Linked DNA regions of Mus musculus: region 2 is linked to region 1. A link is a contact called in public promoter capture Hi-C data. All regions are on one chromosome and are shown on one strand. Each heading gives the region's core, a stretch centred on a gene start, on an enhancer-like site or on the middle of the called end of the contact. The rest is flanking DNA. Distances are from core to core; before and after follow the strand shown.

Region 1 (6,759 bases), core at 2,234-4,733:
GTTCTCAAATTCCCAGTCCCCCAAGTGCTGAAGTTACAAATGTATGCCACTATGTCCAACTTAATGGTCGTTGCCCGTTGGCCCACTCCGCAGACAAAAGAATCTCACATCTTGGCTAGGATCCAAGGTTTATCATTTTTTTGACAGTGGAGTGCACACGGGAAAAACTTCAAACATCTCGGCTTCCTCCAACAGCATACTGATTTGGGGGGCTGTTAATTTATCAAAATTTCTTACACCTTTCCCCTTTCAGCTTTTATGCTTTCTAGGGTAAAAATGAGTCACACAATTAATCATACCCCTTTACTTTTACACTTAGCACTAACTATGGGGCAGCCTACTGTGGCAAAGAGCATCCTTTTATCATTCTTTATGTAGTATAAATCTAATGAGGTAGACCAGAAAATTTCTCTCTCCCATCCTCATTCTAGCGACCTGTGAAGATGCTTAGGAGTCCCCATTAAGACTTATTCCTTTGCTTAGTTACAGGGCTTGACAAGGTCCTTGCTGCTGGCAATCCCAACCAGGCAATTCCTTACTGTCTGAGCCTGTCTTACACTGCGGGACACAGCAACATCCCTGGCCTCTGCGCTAGGTGACAGTGGGAATTCCAAGCAGTTGCAACCTAAAGTGTCTTTAAGATATTTCCAAGTGTCTTCTGGGGAGCAAGGTTACCAAGATGGAGAGTAACTGGACAAATCTTTGCTCCCACTGAAACTCCAAACACTCATCTGATCTGTCCATTTCTCTCTGTCTACCAGCCCAGCTGGGCTGGCTAACGGAATCAGTTGGCTAAGGGAAATATAAGGAAGAAGACAGGAGTGGTTTAGAGTGATCCACTCACACCAATTCTCTTTGGGAATTACTCATAGGCTGTGGGGAAAAGGGTGTTTCCGCAACCCCTTCGGAGGGAGGCCTGGGAGAAGAGCCCTTCACACCTTCTGGGAGTCTGAGGGCACTCAGTTCTGGTCTGGTATTGCCCAGTGGACATTGATGAAAGTTTCTGGAAGCTGGTAAAAAGTCCAAGTAACAAAGACAATGCTGTGCTCACTAAGAATTTGAAGATTTCTCATCCGGAGTCTCCATCCCCCAGAAGAAGGTTGGAGAGGTATTATAGTAACCATTTTGTATTGTCTGCCCGAAGTCTCCGTAGGCTGCCAGGAGGTGGGTCGGGTCTCCCCACCTTTCTGAGTCCTGTCACAGAACGTGCCCACACTCCTATACTCACTGCATAAATAGACAAATAAACAGGTGAAAAAAGTCAATGAGACCCCACTAATCTACATGTGAAAACTCACAAACTTTAAAATCCACACTAAAGGTAGCCAACACCTTTAATAGCAGAGCTTGGGAGGCAGAGGAAGGCAGATCTCTGAGTTCAAGCCCAGCCCAGACTACAGAGGGAGTTCCAGGTTAGCCAGAGCTACACAGAGAAACCTTGTCTTGGGGGGAGAATGATGTGAAAAAAAAAGACAGGTCACAAGTGAAAGCTAAGTAAGACAACATGGAGGCTCCTAATTCTCTCTCTCTCTCTCTCTCTCTCTCTCTCTTTCTCTCTCTCTGAATAGTACATGTGAATTTTCCCTAATAAAACATTAAAAAAAAAAAAAAGAAATAGTGAAATGTATCTAGGGCCGCTCCCCACCCACCCGTTCCTTTATGCTGTTAAGAGATCCAAGTGAGTCAAGCCCCTGCCCCAACTCCCTGAGCCCAGAAGGAAGAGAAATCAGAGGTCTGCTATTCAGTATCTCTACCACTGCCAGGGAACCTGGGACAATTGAGACAGACAGGTACCAGCAGAGTGGAGCTGCTGGGCCAGCACCCAGGGAGGGGACAGCACAGAGTGACTATCAAGAGCCCAGGCAGCAGTTAAGAGCATCAACTGCTCTTCTGAAGGTCCTGAGTTCAATTCCCAGCAACCACGTGGTGGCTCATAACCACCACTAAGGAGATCTGACTCCCTCTTCTGGAGTGTCTGATGATAGCTACAGTGTACTTACATATAATAATAAATAAATCTTTTTTTTAAAAAAAGTATACACTTAAAAAAAAAAAGCCCAGGCAAGTTCCCCCCCACCCCGCCCCGCTCTGTTCCCCCCTCTCCCCAGGTCTTCTCTAAAACTCAATCCCTTGCCAGCATTTCGAGGCTCCACCGAAAGCCTGTCTGGATATCTGATCCACCATGGAAAAGGTCAGTTCTCAGGTGAGCTATTGCAAGAGAAGGCTTTCCCTCATTCCAAATGAGAGTCCAACCCCACCCCCCACCCCCGAGTCACAAGGGAGGCAGGACAGATGTTGCCATGGGCTGGGATCTGAAAATCAGATCTGGACTGCAGTTAAGTTCTTCCAGAGTGGCTAAGCGGTGTGGACAGCCTTCATTTACACAACGAATATGTACCTGGCCAGTGGCATAAGCCAGATCATGCTAGACTCCGTGAGCCTAGACTAAATAGCCAAACCAGGCCACGGGCCAGCCAATAGCCTAGTAAGGAGCACAGGGCAGACATTAGGGTTCCTTGGGGGCTCCATGGCTGTTTTCTTAATAGAAATTTAGAGGGGTGTGTGTGTGAAGGGGGCTGGGGGGGGGGGTTGGGAATCAGTAGACGTGGGAAAAAGGGGTGTCACATACTTCCAGCAGCTCTGGGCTATTAATGGCAGGAAGAAAAGGCCCACCAGGCTTAACGATCTTGGAACCCTGTGCACCGCTGCCTGGCACCCTGGGCAGGTCTTCTCTAGAAAGTAAGGTACCTACACTGGCTGGGCTCTCAGGTCCCTCGGTTTAAGAGAGTTATAGGCTTATGTGCACACACGCTGGAACTAGGCTACCCAGCCCCAGCCCAGAAGCCCCCACTCACCAGGACCTGGGTTTACACACGCCCACCCTTCCGTGAGAGAGGTCCCAGAGGAGAGGACAGATTCAGGGCCAGCTGAACTCTCTCCAGTGTCTTGTGGTGTGCGCCCTGGTGTGTGGCGTGGGTGGGCTTGTTACTGTGGAAGCTTCTTTTTAAAAAGTCACAGAGTGGAGCAGGCCCTCAGTCTCTGCCAAGTGGGATGCCTGGCCAGACGCTGGCTGCATCTGCTAACCACCTCTGGGTATCCTGGCTGGGTGCACTGTCAATCCCTGGCGCCTCCTCTTTGCAAATCTGACACCCAGCTGTCCACAGCTCTCTGCCTCAACGTCCACGGCAGGTCAACCAAGTCAGCTCTGCCTCGGGCTCTCGGAGGTGGGCCTGACTGATGGCTAGCCACTGTCTCTGCTGCCCCCCTTTCGGCCAGCAAGCGATCCTAATCCGCAATCCCCTCTGAGAGCCAGGCTTCCGAAGAAAGGTGGAGGCCGGGTTCCGGGCCTGCAGCTCTCACGTGCTTTCCCGGCCACCCCCTCCCGCCCTGCGTCGAGGCGGCCAAGCCTGTTCCTCTTCCCCCCCCCCGTCGCGATTGCGACAGGCCGGCCTCTGCTCCCAGGGCTCCCTGCCCCCGCCCCCGGCCGGCTCGCTCCACTCCCACTTCCTGAGCCCGGCGCTGGAGCCCTGGAGGCCAGGCCCGGCCGCTCCCGGCCCCCGGGGGCACGTCGGCCCAGCCGCCAGGCTTGGGAAGTCGTGGCCAACGCTGCTCAGGACGTCCGGGCTTCCCACCTTCCTCCTAGGACTCCACCCGGTCTGGTCAGCCGAGCCGAAAGGCCGCCATGCGCCTGCCCCGGGCCTCCTCTCCCTGCGGCCTGGCCTGGGGGCCACTCCTGCTGGGACTCAGCGGGCTTCTGGTGGCCTCTCAGCCCCAGCTGGTGAGGGAGGGGCTAGGTGGGATGGACCAGGTTTCTCTCTAGCCCTTCTGCCCTCCAGAGCTGACCCTGCCTCATTCTTCTCTTTCTCCGCCTCCTCTGGAAGGTGCCCCCTTATCGCATAGAAAACCAGACTTGCTGGGACCAGGACAAGGAATACTACGAGCCCATGCACGACGTCTGCTGCTCCCGCTGTCCCCCAGGTGAGAACAGTGGCTCCAAGTGGCTTGGGTGGTAGAGGTGAGCCAGAATGAGCCAGCACTGCTAAAACTAGCCAGGAAGGAGAGTCTACGAAGCATTAGCATTGTCCCACGGACACTGAGATTTGAAGAGGTAGCGGCATGTAGCCATGAAGACAGGATGGGGACAAAGAGACCAAGGAGAGGCTCCGAGGCATGCAGCAAGCAGAGGCAGCGGACGCAGAGATGGACTTCTTGTCTCCTGATAACCCTCTTTCCCCATTCGCCTCATAGGCGAGTTTGTCTTTGCGGTATGCAGCCGCAGCCAAGACACGGTTTGCAAGACTTGCCCCCATAATTCCTATAATGAACACTGGAACCATCTCTCCACCTGCCAGCTGTGCCGCCCCTGTGACATTGGTAAGTGGGGACTCATCTGGATCTGCATGATGGGTACGACTGGGAGGGCCAGCTCCTCTCTGACTCTTCCCTCTCCCTGACAGTGCTGGGCTTTGAGGAGGTTGCCCCTTGCACCAGCGATCGGAAAGCCGAGTGCCGCTGTCAGCCGGGGATGTCCTGTGTGTATCTGGACAATGAGTGTGTGCACTGTGAGGAGGAGCGGCTTGTACTCTGCCAGCCTGGCACAGAAGCCGAGGTCACAGGTCAGAGGTCACTGAGGGCAGCCAGTAAAGGGAGGCTGGGCATCAAGGGCAAGGAACGTGATACTGTGCGCATGGTGCTTCTCCCCACTGGTACTGTGAGTGTGGTACCTCTGCCCACTGGGAGAACCATAAAGAATCTATCAGTCCTTGAAAAAGGCTCACAGGAGGGGGTCTGCCAAGACATGAACTGGTATGAGGAGCTTAGAAGGTAGCTCCCTCCTGTCAGCCCTGGGGAAGCTTGGGCAAAACGGCAGGCTGCAAAGCCAAGCTTGGGAAAGGTAGCAACTACAGAGCAGAATGGTTGGCAAAGAGGGGACGTAAAGGAAGGCCACCGAGTCCTCACACTTACCCACTCACCCCCACTGGCCTGCCTTTCTTTTGCCAGATGAAATTATGGATACTGACGTCAACTGTGTCCCCTGTAAGCCGGGACACTTCCAGAACACTTCCTCCCCTCGAGCCCGCTGTCAACCCCATACCAGGTGAGAGGGCCCTTCCCCCACTCACCTCCAGGAAACCCAAGGGTTGTCATCTCCTCCATCCTTGACTTCCGGCCATCCCGACCATGTGTTCCTGGAGCCAGTCACCAAGGGGAGCAGGGAGAAGCTCACAGTCTTGTTTCTCCACAGATGTGAGATCCAGGGCCTGGTGGAGGCAGCTCCAGGTACCTCCTACTCGGATACCATCTGTAAAAATCCCCCAGAGCCAGGTAAGACACCGGGCTGAGGAACACAAGGCAGGGTCGGTCTGGGAAGATGCCTCAGCCCCCCTCATCCACAGAAACAGGGAACAGTGCATCTTTCTTCCCAGGGTTAGACAAAGTCAGAAACATTTCTTCTGAAGAAATCAGAAGGAGGTAGCGTGTAGTTCCATGGTTAGAACGCTTGCTTGGGATACATAAGACCCTGAGTTTGGACCAAAAGAAAAAAAACGAAAACTTGGAAAGGCAGGTGTGGTGGTGCACCCTTGTAATCCCCAGCGCTTGAAAGGCTGCGGCAGAAGAATCAAGAGTTTGAGGCTAGCCTTGGCTACAGAGTGAGCCTGTCTCCATAGAGGGCCTGGAGATTAGAACATCCCTAGACTCTTTTCTTACACTTTCAAAATTATACATATTATGCCAGGAAACATTCCTGTGCTGTGACGTAATTCTAACCGGCTTCATCACTATGCTTGGATGCGATTCCGTCATAGCCTTCCTTCACTAATTGAATACCTCGTTGTTCACTTACACACATCTGTTGGAGACATGCTCCCCCACTGGGCTCTTTCTAGGTTTTCTTGTTTCTTGGTTTCTGTCTTCGAGGAAACCCACTAGTTTCCCAGCCTGGTGGTTGACTATAAGTTCTTCTGATGACTCTAATCGCTACTAATTGGCAGAATGTAGTAACATTTTTGAGTGACCAGACTTTTGTAATTATAGCTTCCACATCCTGAGAACAACTCTGAACCTCTCAGTGATTCCACTTAAGCTGCCTAATGATTCTATAAACTGGGATTATTCATTCTCACTGATGGGGGGAGAAAGCTGAGATGTTAAATGACTTGCTGGAGATCACGTGTGTGTGTGTGTGTGTGTGTGTGTGTGTGTGTGTGTGTATGTATGTGTGTGTGTATGTGTGTGTATGTATGTGTGTATATGTGTGTGTGTTTGTGTATGTGTGTGTGTGTGTGTGTGTGTCTGTATGTGTGTGTGTGTAAATCACGTTATTACTGTCTATATCTAGGTCTTCCTTACTTGGGGCTCATTTATAAGGTACACAAGCTATAAAATGTCCTAAGCCTTCACACCAGTTGTGGAAGCACACGCCTGTCACCCCTACATTTGGGAGGTGTAGCCAGGACCCAGGCTGGGCTGCATAAGACCCTGTCTCTGAGAGAAGGAGGAGAGAAAGAGGGAATGAATGAAAATTCAGCTAAAATTCCCCCACTGAACATAGAACATTTCCACTCTTACTACCTTGGTCTATCCCTTCCAACACATTCCCCGTGCATTTCTATTCATATAATCTTCTAGACTAAAAGTGGGGTGATAGAAGTGTTTTATACTTGACTTTTTTGATAAGGAGAAATTGGCAGTAGATGCTGAACCACTGAGATGATATACAAGCTTCCCTTACACACACACACACACACACACACACAC
Region 2 (6,759 bases), core at 2,011-4,510, 240 kb before region 1:
AAGTTGCCAGAACAAAGAGCATTCCAGAAGCGGGAGGAAGCCAGGAGAGTTGGTCATATCTATTACCCCAACACTCAAAAGGCCAAGGCAGAAGAACCTCCATTTTAGAACCAGTGTGGGTCACGCTGAATGTGAGGAGTGGGGAATCTCACAGCCATGGCCACAGGCAGCTTACAAACAGCTTAACACATGCCTGGGCCCACAGCACGACTAAAGACGGCCTTCTCTGGATACAGTTTCTCATTTGTAAACAAGAATGATTGTGCCTGCATCCCACAGCTGCGGTGAGGATGCGAAGACAACACAGGTGGACTATCAGCTCCTGTCGGTAAGTTAGGAGGTATCCAAGCTCTTAATTCTGAATTCCACGTGTCCCAAAGCTCTTCTACGCCATCTTCTTTCTCTATAATATTGAACTCCTGGGATGTTGCCTGGACCCACAGCAATGGACACAATCAGTAACGTAACACAGATGTCCTCACACCAGACTTTGAGAAGGTGTCACAGAAAGGCTGTTGCCCTAAGGGAAGGTGTCATGGGAAGGCCACCATCTTCAAGGGAAGGTGTCATGGGGAGACCACTGCCCTCCACATTCTCAGAAGTGACCTCGAATCTCAGGTCCTGAGCGTTGGAACCGTCCCCCATCTCAGCTGCCCCTGCTCTGGGATCCTGCCTCGGGTACCCAGGACTCACCGAGAATGGAGAAGGAACGTTTCTGGCAGTCCCCAGCCAGGAGATAACTGCAGCCCCCTGCAAAGCTGTACATGGTCTCATCAAACGTGTTGATGAAGTCGTCCCCAAAGAGGCTGCATCGGGCCGTCGACGGCCTGTCACGGGGCTTTTCTGTGCAGAGGGTCCCTGAAGGAAGAAGCCACGGGTGAGCATAATGGGACCATCATCCCAAAGTTCTCTGACCCCACAGAAGCCAGGCTGCAACAGAATGAAAATAGAAGCAAGGAAGAGCTTTCCATTTTAAGTGAGGCCCCTTGCCTCTGAGCATGACCCCAGACTCATGGTAATAATGGAGAAACAATCTTCCAGGACATAGATTCATCTTAGTGACACGTCCTGCCTTATGCGATGATGCCTGGTATAGAAAACTTAGAGAACACAGAAGAATTCAGAGTATAGAGATGGTAGAGTCATCTGTGCCCCCCACCCCATGGGCAGTAACGAGTTGGTGCTCCCACAGTTGCTTTGTTCATTGCTCTGCTTCACCAGTCAAAGGGCATGGCTGGCATTTCAGTGAGAGAGGTTAAGGTGGGACAAGCAGTGAGGTGACAAGGGGGTGGCCTAGAACCCAGAGAACTGTCCTTGGACTTTGGCTCTGTGTGACTCTCGTGCAGTAGTGTCTCTTCTCTGACCAGCAGTCTCCTCATCTACATTGAGAGATTCAGCCAAATGACCACATGAAAACAAGTGCTGTCTCCAAGACTGGGATGCCGTCTGTCCTGCCCTGTGCTCCCATCACATGGTACAATCCTGTGCTACCAAGTTCCTTCAGATATCCAGTTTAGAGGGGATGTAAATCAGAAACAAGGTTCTGCATAGCTGTCACAGGAGTTGACCAGTGACTCCTAAAGTCACAAGTCTAACACAGATGGAGCACAGGTGAGTTCCAGACACATGTACTGAGCCCTGGAAGGAGGTGTTCCCAGTGTCCTGGGAGAAGGTAAGGAAAGAAAATGTTTTGTACCTACCTGGCCAGGTGAGGGCCAGAACAAGCAGGCAGATCTCATACCTGAAAGGGTTCATCTGCAAAATAAAATAAAATAAAAAGGAAATGAGCTGGTTCTCACCGTCCAGAGAGGTGGCAAGGACAAGCTACCATCAATGCATGTGTCCATTGAGGGAACATTTTCTTAAGCCAATAATAATAATAATAATAATAATAGTAATAATAATAATAGAAGGAGGAGGAGAATGAGACTAAGAATAAGGATTCTCACTGCCCCCCATGCCTCCTTTAAACGTGGAGAACTAGTCCCCAAAACCCTCCCACAGCAGAGCCAGGCTTAAGAGTGACAATCCCAGTGAGCCACACTGCCGAGACCTTCTCCAGACAATGGTACCATGGGGTGGGAAAGTTCTGGTTCTATTCTCCTGCCCTTGATGTTAGCCTAGCATCCCATGACCCCACAGTCCTGCAGCATCTGGAACAAAGGTGCCATTCCACCATCACACATAGCAACCAACTAGGAGAAGGGGCTGGCTTTTGTTGTTGCCATCAGAACCCAGACTCAGAGACCAGTCAAGGCCACCACTGAGAACTTGTTAGTCACCTGCCCTGGACCGTGAGTACCTTTAGAGCAGGGACTGTCCTTCTCACCAACATCCCTGGGACCTGCAAGGATACTCAGCACCCAGGAATGCTCTGTAAATGTTTGCTGAATGGCCTTGACAAGGGGACAGGAATTTAACAGCCCTGGACCTGAGAACATTTCTTTACAATGTGCCTCACCCCACTGCCCACTCAATCCTGGCTGGCTAAGCACACTCACCCACCCCGCGACTCTCAAAGCCCCTGCTGCCACCCCTCTCTTCTGGAGAATGTTACAGGACATACAGAAGGTGCCACCTAGGGCATAGTGGGTACAACCCTTCTTACATAATGCCCATTCAGACGAATGAAGAGGGGTAAATCCAGCCTCTTATGAGTGTGAACCGGACATGGCCAAGACTGGGTCACAAAGCAAGTGTCCCTCTCCACTGCCCTCCCAGCACACAGGTATATCAGGGGCTCCAAGCACATACTCAAGAAGGGAAGGAAGGGACCTACCAATCTCATCTGAATACAATTCTGCCAGGCCAGAAAGCCTCTTCAGAAAGAAAAGCAGGACCCAGCAGCAACAGCAGAGGGACCATAGGATCCAGGTAGCTTTGAATCACTCCTCCAGACAAATCCCTTCTGTTATAGGATCCGCAGCCAGATCCTCAGGGGCAGGGATCAGCCCTGTACCTTCCCCCACCCCTCAGCTAAGCCAGATCTCCATCCAAAACCATCATACCTTGCCCATACAAACAGGGGCTGTATCTCCAAGGTCCCTTGAGGAAACCCAGCCGCTACTCAGTGGTGCCACCTCTCACTCCTAAGCCATTTTCCTGCGCAACTGCTGGATGGATCTGCTCAGACTCTGAGCCGACCTGCTGTCAAGTTGTCCAGGGGCTTCAAAGTCCTCAGAGCCAGGGAGAGAAAACCCAAGCTGTGCCCCAGCCCATTCCTCTGCCTGCAATAGCTCCAAGTTGCCACCACAGAGCCCTGGCCTTCTCTTAATTACCAGCGGGAAACAATGGCAGGAAGCAGTAGTCGAGCCCTTCCAGGCTGATAAGGCTTGAAAAGCCAGGAGGGAGAGCTCCTGGAATCTGCTCCCCAAACACCACCACAGCTCAGTTTGGTCCCCGAGACACCCTGAGTGCCCCTTTAGGCAGCCAGGACCAGGGACAGTAGGTTTCCCATGACAGCCTGGTCCAGGCTAGGAGAGAGAACCAGGCTTACATCAACGTGGCTTCTGGTTCCAATTTCCAGAGGTTTTGAAAAACTCTTCTAACCTAGCCAACTTAGCAGCAAGGTGAGAGGAAGAAGTATGTTAGCACTTCCTGCCCCGTCACCCACAGGTATGAACCGTCCAGGCTAGACCTCACAAAAACCTAGCCTGTTTGTATCTTAGCCAGTGTTTTATGTACATGGTAGCACATGCCTGGAGACAGAGGCAGGAAGGTCTCTATGAGGTTTGAGCCAGCCTGGTCTACTTAGCAAGCTCCAGGACAGCAAGGACTAGAGAGAGAGAGAGAGAGCCTCTCTCAAAACAAACAGCAACAAAAATGAAAGCACTGGTCACAGTCTAAGTCTTTGGGAACTGGGGGAGTGGGGGTGGAAATGATGGTTCCATTCTAATACTCCCCCTTCAAAGACTCACACGTACACACCTGCTCTTTGCTAAGGCATAGAACCCAAGACCTGCACGTGATAAACAATCTTCCACTGAGCTACATCCCCGAGTTCCCACCACACCTCCACGCACACTAGCGTAAATCTGCACACACATACTCTCTCTGCCCCTGCCTCCCAACCTCCTATTCCCAAAAGCCCAGGTCTCAGCCAGATGGGACACACTAATTCCTGTTCAAAAAGAAACCAGGTACAATGTAGGAAAGCGAAGTGAGGCAGGACCTTGTCTGTGGGATTGCCGGCACTCAGCTGGGCAGCCCCCGCAGAGTGTCTAGGAGTGGCCTACTTCACTGCTTCTCACTACACCATTCCGCCAAGCCTCTGAAGAACTGCTATGCCCCCTTCACACACACCTCACACTCTCCCGTTCCCGTTTCCACTGTCTTAGTTAAGGTTTCTATTGCTGCAATGAAACACCATCACCGTGACCAACAAGCACGTTGGGGAGGAAAGTGTTTATTTGGCTTCTGTATCACAGTTTATCACCAAAGGAAGTCAGGACAGGAACAAGACAGAAATGTGGAGGCAGGAACTGATGCAGAGGCCATGGAAGGGTTCTGCATACAGGCTTTCTCACAATGCTTTCTTGCAGGACCACCAGTTCAGCACCATTTCCGATGAGCTGGGCCCTCCCCCATCAACCACTAATTAAGAAAATGTCCTACAGGCTGTACACAGACTCAAATTGTGGAAGCATTTTCTTAATTGAGGTCCCCTCCTCTCAGATGTCTTTAGCTTGTATCAAGTTAAAAACAAACAAACAAACAAACAAAAACAAAAAACCTAGCCAGCACAACCAGCCAGGGTAGGAAGGCCAGTGTTGCCAGGAAAGAAAAAGAATGAAAGAGGCAAGATTAGCCCTTAACATTTCTGTTACCAGAGTCCTTAGGGGCAGAGTCTAGAAGCCTAGTAATCTAGCCTTGGCCACCCATCATCAATGGGCCAAATTAAAAGGCACATGGTAACACAATACAGAGGAAGATTTATTCATGCGGCCACAGAGGGAAGAGAACAAGGAGACCCAGTGACCCCCCCCTCCCCCACCTAAACCATACTTGAAGTACTGACATAAAATTAGGCTTAAACAGAGGGCAGGAGGTGTGTGTGTGTGTGTGTGTGTGTGTGTGTGTAGGCAGTACTGGTCAAGGTGTAGTCTCTCCCCTTATTCCTCTACTTTTTCTTGGCTCCACTCTCCTGAAGAGTTGGTCTTACAAGTTGTTGGAACTATGTAAAATCTATTTCAAAATTCCTCCTCCAGCTTCCCACTTTACCTTCTCCAGCATAAGATCCCTGGGCAAACTCCAGTGTCTTTGGAACTGTCTCAATAGCATGACAACCAAAGGGAGGGGCACAGGCATCTCATCAGGATGTCCTTCCTCCTGGGGCCTGGAGAAATGGCTCAGTGGTTAAGAACACTGGCTGACCGTCCAGGGGACCAGGTTTCACTCCCAGCACCCACATGGTCGTTCATAACTGTCTATTAACTCCAGTTCAGAGGGATCTGACATCCTCTTCTGGCCTTTCAAAATGCTGGAAAAACACAGCACATTTTAAAATACACAGCTGGCCCAGAGTCAAATGAGTGGGACATGGTGGTGCATGCCTTTAATTCCATCCCTCAGGAGTCTGAAGTAGGAGGACCGTGAGTTCAAGACCAACCTTTACTACATAGTGAGACTTGGTCACATAAAAAACAAAAGCAAAAGCAAGCAAAAGTCTAGATGTTGGAAAAGAAATCCAAGAAAATGACTCCAAAGAATAAAAAAATGAAGAACGGTAGGAAGTGTTAGGAGAGAGCATGGAATAAAAGGAGCCAAGGAGAGGCATGAGAGTCAACCCAGGAGTCTACAGACCTCGTGGTCTCTGTGTGTTCACAGCCACAGACCCACCCCGAGCATTTTAGCACAGATAATTATGAGGGTGGGCAGGAAGCTGCAGCTGAGACATGCAAATGTGATATGGAGAAAGGAAAGCCACCAGTAAAAGACTCATATTAAGACAAGCATTGAAAGGGAGGGCTGGAGGAAGAGAGGGATGGAGGGGATGGGAAGGAAAATCGGGGAGGGAAAGCACGGTAGTATGGAAAAAGACTCAGTCTCACAGCTGTGTTATTTCTGCACCTAATGCTGTCAGCTGCTAGCCAGGACTGTTTCCTTAGCCACTCAACAGCCTGCACATAGTCACAGAGATCGGTCTCAGATGAGTTAGGTCTGAGTGCTGTGGAAGAGGGCGTAGTAACTAGTTCCCAGAACTAAGTCATCATTCAGAGTTAGGGCCATCTTCTCTTGCCAGAAAAAGATGAGCTTGCCATCCCCTGCCTTGCTGAATGGACTGCTAAAGAAGGTTCTTCAGGAAGAAGGAAGTTAAACCCAGAGAGAAAATGCTAGAAATAAAAAGCAACAGAGAGGCCTGGCAGTGGTGGCGCATGCCTTTAATCCCAGCACTCGGGAGGCAGAGGCAGGCGGATCTCTGAGTTTGAGGCCAGCCTGGTCTACAGAGTGAGTTCCAGGACAGCCAGGGCTACACAGAGAAACCCTGTCTCAAAAAAAAAAAAAAAAAATCAACAGAGAATTTGGTAGTTATGAGGTAAATGTGAACAGGCAGTGACTTCATAAGACAATAACAGTAATAGTGAGAAATTAAAAAGTTAAAGTAATAAATAAACAGGGGGCTGAGGCAGGAAGATGGGCAATGCTTACGGTACGGTTTCAAGAAAAAGACGTAAAAAGGAGAACAAGGTGGAGCCAGAGAACTAGACAGTAGGCACAAAGGGCAGTGACAATCGCAGAGTATTTTAAGGTTCTCGTATT

The links. Capture Hi-C pulls out chosen DNA fragments and counts their contacts.
Region 2: a contact with region 1 is called in a promoter capture Hi-C map of adipose tissue. The contact joins the promoter of Vwf here to the promoter of Ltbr in region 1. A contact is called at or near these places in 4 of 39 promoter capture datasets (cranial neural crest, hematopoietic stem and progenitor cells, hippocampal neurons and 1 more), 2 of 115 datasets of contacts at active chromatin or transcription factors (embryonic stem cells and pancreatic cancer cells) and 3 of 9 other capture datasets (adipose tissue, liver and macrophages).

What each region holds. Positions count from the first base shown.
Region 1 is chr6:125,310,609-125,317,367 of GRCm38.p6, reverse strand. It overlaps Ltbr (lymphotoxin B receptor), which reads left to right and starts at 3,483. Exons shown (of 10, transcript NM_010736.4): 1 at 3,483-3,778; 2 at 3,882-3,978; 3 at 4,249-4,374; 4 at 4,458-4,616; 5 at 5,002-5,098; 6 at 5,246-5,325. The coding sequence starts at 3,683. It also overlaps a transcript of Scnn1a not described here.
Region 2 is chr6:125,549,449-125,556,207 of GRCm38.p6, reverse strand. It overlaps Vwf (Von Willebrand factor), which reads right to left and starts at 3,260. Exons shown (of 52, transcript NM_011708.4): 1 at 3,009-3,260; 2 at 1,701-1,755; 3 at 694-858. The coding sequence starts at 1,755.